3 separate regions of the Rattus norvegicus genome follow, and regions 1 and 3 are each linked to region 2. The links are chromatin contacts, called in public Hi-C maps. All regions are on one chromosome and are shown on one strand. Each heading gives the region's core, a stretch centred on a gene start, on an enhancer-like site or on the middle of the called end of the contact. The rest is flanking DNA. Distances are from core to core; before and after follow the strand shown.

Region 1 (2,700 bases), core at 35-2,534, 550 kb before region 2:
TTCTGTTCCTGCCTCCCTTCCTTCTCATCCAATGACAGGCCTCGTTTTATCTTGTCTGCCTCCACCTGCATAATGACATCAACCTACAGGAGGAGAACACTGACTGGCATGTCATGCGCAGTCAACAGCCATACCCTGTCTGCCAGCAGGACAGCACACTGACAGCGAAGGCTAGAGCAGTCTGAGGAAACGCCGAGTCAAAGGCTCGGTGGAGATTAGAACCCAGAGCTGGTGCCAAAGCTCTTGCTCTTGACCTCTTGATCTTTTGCCACTGTTTAGTCTTCCCCTTCCAATTCCTACTTCTGTGCACTGAAGCCTGTCCAGATGCTTCACCCTCTGGTGACCTCTGCTTCTCTTTTCCTGCAGCTTTTGCCTTTGGTTTCACTGGAGTAAGCATAGGGGGAGGCTATCTCCTTAGGTCAGGCCATCCCCTAGGCTGTTGGCGTTTGTCCTCATTCATGTGGTCTATTCTTTAGTTCCTGGAACTACAGGGCTCTGAGAATTACCACTGCAGCAGTGCCTATGGCCAGGGACCATGGCTGGCAGACACCATCTTGTCCAGCAGGGCATTGAAGACCAAAATTAGATCTCTAGTCCACCGGAGGCTTTGACTGGATAAGTGGGAGGTGAAGGAAGTGGATTTCACATGTGGAGGATGCCGGGCGTGAGTCTTTGGAGTCTCAAGCTGTCATTGTAAGGGAAACTGAATTTGAGCAGCCGTTACGCTGGATGCGCCCACTCACTGAAGAAGCATTTCGTTTCCTCACCGTTGGTGGGAGGTGCAGTGAGTGTCTCAGTTAGCTAGGCTGGGTCTCAGAAAGGCATTAAATGGCAACCAGTTTTGGTTCATTCTGCTATTCCCCAGTCACTCACTCAACATTATCTGGAGGATTGGCCAGGTCTAACAGGAGGCACAAATGGCCCTGTCACCCTGTCCAGTGTGGTGTGTGTGTGTGTGTGTGTGTGTGTGTGTGTGTGTGTGTGTGTATGTGGGGGGTGATTCACCAAAAAGGGGACCAGAAAATAAAACATGTGCTTTATTCCAGCTCAGGTCGGGAGAGATGGAGCAGGGATGGGAGTGAGGGAGGGGAGACAAGGAGAGACAGAGGAGAGAAAGAGAGAGAGGGAGAGACAAAGAGCGAGAGAGGTAGAAGGGAGTGAGAGGGAGACAGGAAGAGGGAAAGAGAAACATCTGGTAACCATCCCTGACAAAGAGAGACACCTGGTAACCCTTGAGGGTTCATAGGATACTTAGTAACTAATGTGCAGGATACTTAGTAACTAGTGTGACAACCGATTTTTTGGTGCGGTGACTCAGCAGCTCTGTGGCTTTGATCAGTCCCTAGTATTGAAGGTGGCGTAATAATTTAATTCCTGGGGGGGGGGGTGGTGGTTCTGAGAACCAGTGATGACAGAGCTCTGGCCTGGTGCTGGGTGGTTACTTCTAGGCAGTGCTTTCCCTGGAGTAGACGGGGCAATCCATCTGCCACACCGGCTTTTACTTTATGCTCGTTAAGCAACTTTTTGACAGGTCGTTTTCTTCCCTGGGGTGGTCTTTGCAGACAGAGTGCTGTGAATGGTCAGTGTGAGTTCTCCAGAAGAGATCTACAGTGGTAACTGGATGGATCAACGCACCTGTCAGCACTGGGGCTGGTGAAGGAAACCCTGCCAATTTAGCCCTATGAATAAGAACCCCGAGTAAGAGCCAGGTTCCACCTCTTCCTCGGATGCTCAGCTCTGAGGACTGTGATGGCGTGTAAGTCCTGCTGGGAACCCTCTACCCAGCTAACTTGATTGGTCTTCCTGGCACTGACGCTCCTTAGAAAGGGTCATGTGTTGGGAGGTTGAAACAGAGAGGCCCCTGGAGCGATGCCCACGTTTGGCCTCTTATAACCTTAGGCCAAATAGGAGGTAAAGCTGGCCTGAGCTAAGGTGGCTTGATGGGTTCAGAGGACCTGGGGATGTGCGACAGCGAGGATTACTTTCACGATTCCAGAGATGCCCCAGGCCCATTCTCTTGTTTTCCATCCACGAGCCACGACCCCTATTGATGTGTTCTGGTTGGGTAGGGAAGTAGCTGGGTCCCATCTACTGCCCTAGTGGATACAATGCAGGGCGGGCCTCCCCAACAGCTCTATTATAGATCTCTAGTGCTTTGATAAAACCCACTGTACAGCAGTAGTCTCAAGTATGCCCAGGCATGGCTTGAGCAGGGCTATGCACCCGGTGTGTATTCATCAACTTCAATAGACCCCCATGTTTGAAACAATGCCTTAATTTTTTTTTCTTTTAGAGCCTGCACGGAAGGGTGGCATTGTACCGGGGGAAGGGAAGAGGGACTACAATGCCTGCGAATCAGAGCCCTAAAGTACGTTTCAATTACCCTTCTATTATCCAGCTGGTATTTAAGCGTGTTTATTATTCAAATCAGCAGTGAATGTACTGCTGTTGTGTAAACAACTGTCAATTGTTGAGACAATGATTAGGAAGCACTGTCCCTTTCAGGTGTACTTAGTGGTACTTACACCCCAGCCACTTCTATTTAAACATCACGTAAGCACAATGCCTGAGCGACTACTCTCGCTCCTGCTCCAGCTCCACATGCCAATTCTATTACATTAAGAGGGAAATCTATTAAATTTTTCATTTATACACATCCGAACACTGTTCTTACCCATTGTGTCATTAAGGCTCAGATTA
Region 2 (2,700 bases), core at 46-2,545:
AAGGAAGACCAGGTCTTTAAACGCTAAGGCAAAACAGAGCAACCCATAAGCTGCACAAAAGCTTACAAAAAAAAAGTTGGAATCTTACGTAAAATAAACTTCCCGAGATCTAGTTATCGTTCCAAAAGAATCCTTTTAAAAAACATCGCTTGAAAACATCACAGCCATGACTCTGTCGTGTTGGCTGTTGAAAGAGCTCCCGGATAGCCTTCTCAGGAGGCCTGGAACATACCTAGGGTGAGGATGCTTCTTGTTCTGTTTGTTTGGGTTTTTTTATTTTGTTTTTGTTTTTTGTTTGTTTGTTTGCTTTGCTCGGGGTACCTTGTAGTAAGAAGCGATAGCTTGTGCCAGCCACCCCTGAGTTAGATTTCCACGTCCCTTATCCATTAATGTGTAACCTTGAGCAGATGGTCCCCATGCCTCACTTTCTTCATCTATGCCTGGGGACAAAAAAAAATCAGTAGCACAGAGAGTTTCTATGAGGATGAAATTATGCCTAACAGGGTGCCCACCGCACAGCCATTTCTCTTGAGTGGCTGCAGTTGGTCTCAAGGACAGAAAAACAATAGCATCTCCTGGGGCAGCTATAGGCAGCGTCCGGCTCTAAGCTCTTGGCGTCTGTGACTCCTTTTACTGCCTGAGACTCCCGTCTGGTGGACTGGGAGATAGGTCGGGGGTGGAGCGTTTGCTATGCAAGCACCAGGACCTGAGTTCAGAACCCCAGCACCCAGATAAAAAGCTGAGCACAGTGGTGAGTACCTGCAATGCCAGCACTGGACAGAGGGAGACAGGGATCCCTGAGGCTTACCGGCCAGCCGGGTCAGCTAAGGCAGTTTCAGTGAGAAGCCGTGTGTCAAAATGGAACCTGAGAAAGACTCAACATCATCCTCTGGTCTCCAGACATGCACACGTATGTAAACACATTGCCTACAGATAAACCATACACACAGAGAACGTTTTAGGAGGGTTCCAGGTGCTCAGTACGACTTTGCCTCCTTTTAGACTCAAGGAAACAGTCAGTCCGCGGTGAATCCAGACCTCTCGTTTCACAGGTCTCCTTGAATAACAAAGTCTGGTTATGGCTCTACATAGCTAAGTTCCCGTTTTTGCCTAGAAAACCTGAGGCAAAGATTTCATCACTGGCCCCTTGTCCATTGACACTAGAGGTCAACATCCAACGTCACCCGGACTCTGCCCCTGGAAAGGCTTCAGGCCTTGTCTGGATAGTGAGCCTCTATGAAAGCTAACCTTTGACCTCACCTCCCAACTGGAAACAAAACAAGGATGGTTACGTAAACCAGCGCTGGCTGGCGTTCTTGACACCCGAAGGTGCTTCTGGAGCCTCAGGGCAAACAACGTTGACTGTAAAAGAGAACTAGTGTTCAGCGACTCTTGGCCCCCGAGGCCTGCCGTCATTGGTTCAGTTTGGCTCAGCACCCACGATATTGATTGGTTGAGCTATACCGCCCACGTGACCTCAAAGATAGAGCAGCAATTTGAACGTTAACCCAAAATGAAATTAAACAAACTACGTAAGCGAATTCATGGTTAAGAGTTATAGAAGGATCCTTTAGAGAAATTGCTTAATTTTCAAACACTAAGTGCCACTGGTTGAGAGGCATATAGCCTCCTTCGAGATAAATCCCAAGCTCTCCAAAGGCTCTCTGCTTGTCGCTCACAGTGTGTTAGAAAAATTATTCTAATTTGTTTTTCCTTTTCAATGATTTTTCCTTCTGGAAGATTCACCCATATTGCAGCTCTTAGGACCCACACATGTGGGGCTGTTTCTTCTTTCTCCTCCTCTTCCTCTTCCTCCTCCCCTCCTCATCTTCCCCGTCTTCCTCCTCTCCCTCCTCCTCTTCCTCCTCCTCTTTCCCCTTTTCCTCGTCTTCCTCTTCCCCCTCCTCCTCCCTCATCTTCCTCCCCTTCCTCCTCCTCCTAAGTCAGAAATTCTCAGCTTTTGAAGCACACTACAACTTCATCTAAGCATGTGTGGACTCCCAACAGCCCTACTCCTGTGCCCATGGTAGCCTGAAGGGGGCGCTATAGCACCATGGCAGTCCATCTAAGTACTAAGACAAAGCTACCAAGCGCTGTTAACAGGAGGGTAGAACATACCCTGAGGAAACGCTGGGCTGAGGCTGCTTCACGTCTCAGCCAACAGAGAAGAACAAGAGACTTCATCTCCTGACTCAGAGCAATGCTGAATTCAAAACATGAATCATCTGGAACATGCATCTGGAATTTTTTGTTTAGTGGTTTCGGATTGCTTTTGACCACATGTATCCAAAATTGTAGAAAACAAAACTACAGATAAGGGGAGACTGTTCTCCTGCCAAGTGAGGTTCCTGACACAGTAGGCTTAGTAGCCAGCAGCCGTGGTCTACAGTGGCTCTGGCTGTTTATATAATTTGTTGCTTCGATAAACATTCCTCGTATGAATTGGTTTTGCTAATTCTGTTAGAAAACACTTTTTCTAAAAAAAAAAAAAAAAAAAACAGAACTCTGACTTTTAAAACATCTAAATCATCTAGATCAGTAAATAAAGGTTTTTGTGATTATGTTTATTCTGTGGTGTGTGTGTGTGTGTGTGTGTGTGTGTGTAAAGAAGGCTGAAATCTTCTCTGGAATCAAATGTCAAACAGAAGCAATGACTAGGACACAGTCGTCAGCACTGGATCAGCTTGTCCAGCACACGGG
Region 3 (2,700 bases), core at 109-2,608, 660 kb before region 2:
CATTCCCTCTGTTGAGAGCTGAGAGAAGGTGCTGTGCTTTGGGACTCTCTCTCTCTCTCTCTCTCTCTCTCTCTCTCTCTCTCTCTCTCTCTCCCCCTCTCTCTCCCCTTCCCTCCCCCTCCGTTTCCCCTCCCACTTCCCTTCCTCTCCCCTGCCCCTCCCCTCCCTCTCTCCCTCTTTCACTCTGGCTCTGGCTCTCACTCCTATTCTCTCTCAGCCAGAAGCATCCTGCTGTTTTGCTTCCTGTAGCCAGTGACACAGGGATCAAGAAGAATTGGGAGAATTTGATTTTGTCATTATTAATATCTCAGACTTCTGGGTCATCTAAGCAAGTTATTTGACGTTTTAATTTAATTTAACTTTAGAAGAGGCGACTGGGAGAGTGTGTCCTGGGACTCATGGAAATCACCCTGTCTCATCTGATGATGGGATATTATTGAGCACTCTGAACATCAATCTCTCTGTCTGAAAATGGAAATACTGGGAGATGGAGACATGGCTCAGCGGTTAAGAGTGCCTGCTGCCTGCCTTAGAAACGTGACCATAGCTACTTACAGAAGAAAGCCTATTTGGGGCTTACAGTTTTAGAGGGTGAACCTGTGACCAACATGGCAGCAGGCAGGCTGTTATGAGGGAAGAGCAGTAGCCAAGAGCTTACATCTCAAACCAGGAGGCACAGAGCGAACTGGGAATGGTAGGAGTTTTTGAAACCTCAGAGCTCACCCCCAGTGACACATCTCCTACAAGGCCACACCTCCTAATCCTTCCCAAACAGTTCCTCCAATGTGGGGGCGAGGCGGGACCCACACATTCACATATTTGAGCCTGTGGGGGATATCATTCTGGTTCAAAGCAGTCACACTGCCCTACCAGAGGTCACGGTTCACAGCACTCGTTTCACATGACTCATAACTGTATGTTACTCCTGCTCCAGAAGGTTAGATCCTCAATTCAGGCCTCTGTGGGCACCTGTACACATGTACACATAGGCACACATACACGCACACACTCGCGCATGCACACACGCACGCACACACACTTTTGGAAGTACTGTGATGTTTTATATCCACCAAGGGGCAGTTATCTGGTTAATTCCCCGAAGTTCTATCAGAGGAATACAGAACGGAAGCCACAGAATCACAGTGCCGAGCAGGCTGACACTTACCAGACTCCCCCAGAAAAAGCCGATCCACGCATTGTCTTCAGGCTTGCCTGAAGGGTAAAGTCCCTTTCTCCTGGGCTGTTTTTCCAGAAGCACCAGGATTGTGTGTGTGGCACACTTGGAGAACTAGTCCCTGTGGGTGGGGTGAGTAGTGTAACTGAGGGGATTCTTCAGGTCACCACTAGGGGGTGTGACAGTTCTGATTCCTGAGCGAAAGGCCTTGGGCTTCTGGAGAATTAAAGTTTTTGAGAGCTTCCTGGAGAGAGAATACAAGCCCCAAAGAATCCCAGATTGCGGAGGTTTTGAGGAGCAAGTAAAGCAAAGATCACAAAGTGATCACATCATGTAGTGTTCACATCATGTGTGGAGATGGGAGCAGTGTTCCACTCTCTTTTCCTCTCTCTCTCTCTCTCTCTCTCTCTCTCTCTCTCTCTCTCTCTCTCTCTCTCCTTTTCCTTCTGTTCTTGGCTTCTTTGATTTAACACTATGAGCTCTTGTTCCATCCCTGAGTTCTTTGCTTTCGTTTTTGGAAGGACCAGTGTATTTTGAGTGACTGAGTAGTAATCCATTTTGATTACACATTATGTTTTCTATTTAATTTTCCGTCTGTTTATTTTTCAATACATCCCGTCCACAGTTTTTCTGCGAATGGCTGACCTTGGGATAAGCCATCATTGGTGACCCCCAGAGTGCTGCAGTAGGAGACATGGTCTGCAGGCCAAGGATGACACAGGGACACACACAGCAAGGACAGGACCCCACACCGTAAACCAGAGAGGAAGGAGCTCTCAGCTCTGGATCATCAGAGCTGTCCTTGATGAGAGGGACAGGTAGTGAACTGTTTCCAATGCCTTTATTATGTCTAACATGAAGGTTCCAGCCCAGCCTCCTCTCCTTTGCTGCCCCCTCTCCTTTGCTGGGGAGATCATGGCTGCAGGACTCTCTCCTGTCCGGTGGGAGAGAGGAATGAGCTGAAGTTTTTGTTTTATGTGTGGTGGGTGTTTGCTCTATTTCTCCAAGGTTGCCATAGAGGGTGCCCTTGCTGTCTGTGAGACCGGTATTCATCGGTGCTATTATTTCGGGTGGTCTGTGTTTGTGGGGAGGTCACAGTGTCTTAAACCATCTTTTTCTCTGCATTTCCCCATACTTTCTATCTAGAATACTACACTTTTATGAGATGTTCCAGTTGCTTCTGGTCTGGCCTGGCTCCGGCTGATGTTTTGCCGTTATTTGTTTTGAATGGTACTAAGTGAAAAGTGGCCCCAAAGGCCAGGAGCCTGGGAGCCGGGGCACTTCTCAAGCTGTGGCTGCATCGGACTTTGTTTTGGAAGCTGCTGGAATCTTTTAGCAGGGCAAGGCAGCTGCAAGAAGCTGGCTTTGTCAAAGGGAGCAGAGGAAGGAGGGTAAAGGATTCTCACCTAGTCGGAGAAGCTAGAGCCCGGAGCTGGATGTTGACCTTGCCTGCACGGGGAGGTCACTCCTCTAAGCTTGGGGTCGATGTGGCAGATCTCGAGTATCGGTAAACTCCATTTATTTGG

Evidence for each region. Hi-C and Micro-C count contacts between places; a contact is called where the count stands out from the background.
Region 1: a contact with region 2 is called in a Hi-C map of liver, with 9 times the contacts expected there. The contact joins two enhancer-like sites. A contact is called at or near these places in 4 of 12 Hi-C or Micro-C datasets (hepatocytes, kidney, liver and 1 more).
Region 3: a Hi-C map of liver shows a contact between it and region 2, with 19 times the contacts expected there. The contact joins two enhancer-like sites. A contact is called at or near these places in 5 of 12 Hi-C or Micro-C datasets (frontal cortex, hepatocytes, kidney and 1 more).

Annotation. Positions count from the first base shown.
Region 1 is chr13:104,671,960-104,674,659 of GRCr8, reverse strand. No RefSeq gene overlaps it. Among named protein-coding and RNA genes, the nearest start is that of Rps6kc1, 350 kb to the left of the region's middle. Within about 2 kb of position 1,284, at least 6 of the 93 cell types and tissues checked have an H3K27ac peak or open chromatin away from gene starts, as enhancers often do. A contact at or near this core is called in hepatocytes and liver, where this site is marked.
Region 2 is chr13:104,123,051-104,125,750 of GRCr8, reverse strand. No RefSeq gene overlaps it. Among named protein-coding and RNA genes, the nearest start is that of Prox1, 130 kb to the left of the region's middle. Within about 2 kb of position 1,295, at least 3 of the 93 cell types and tissues checked have an H3K27ac peak or open chromatin away from gene starts, as enhancers often do. A contact at or near this core is called in hepatocytes and liver, where this site is marked.
Region 3 is chr13:104,782,894-104,785,593 of GRCr8, reverse strand. No RefSeq gene overlaps it. Among named protein-coding and RNA genes, the nearest start is that of Rps6kc1, 240 kb to the left of the region's middle. Within about 2 kb of position 1,358, at least 2 of the 93 cell types and tissues checked have an H3K27ac peak or open chromatin away from gene starts, as enhancers often do. A contact at or near this core is called in liver, where this site is marked.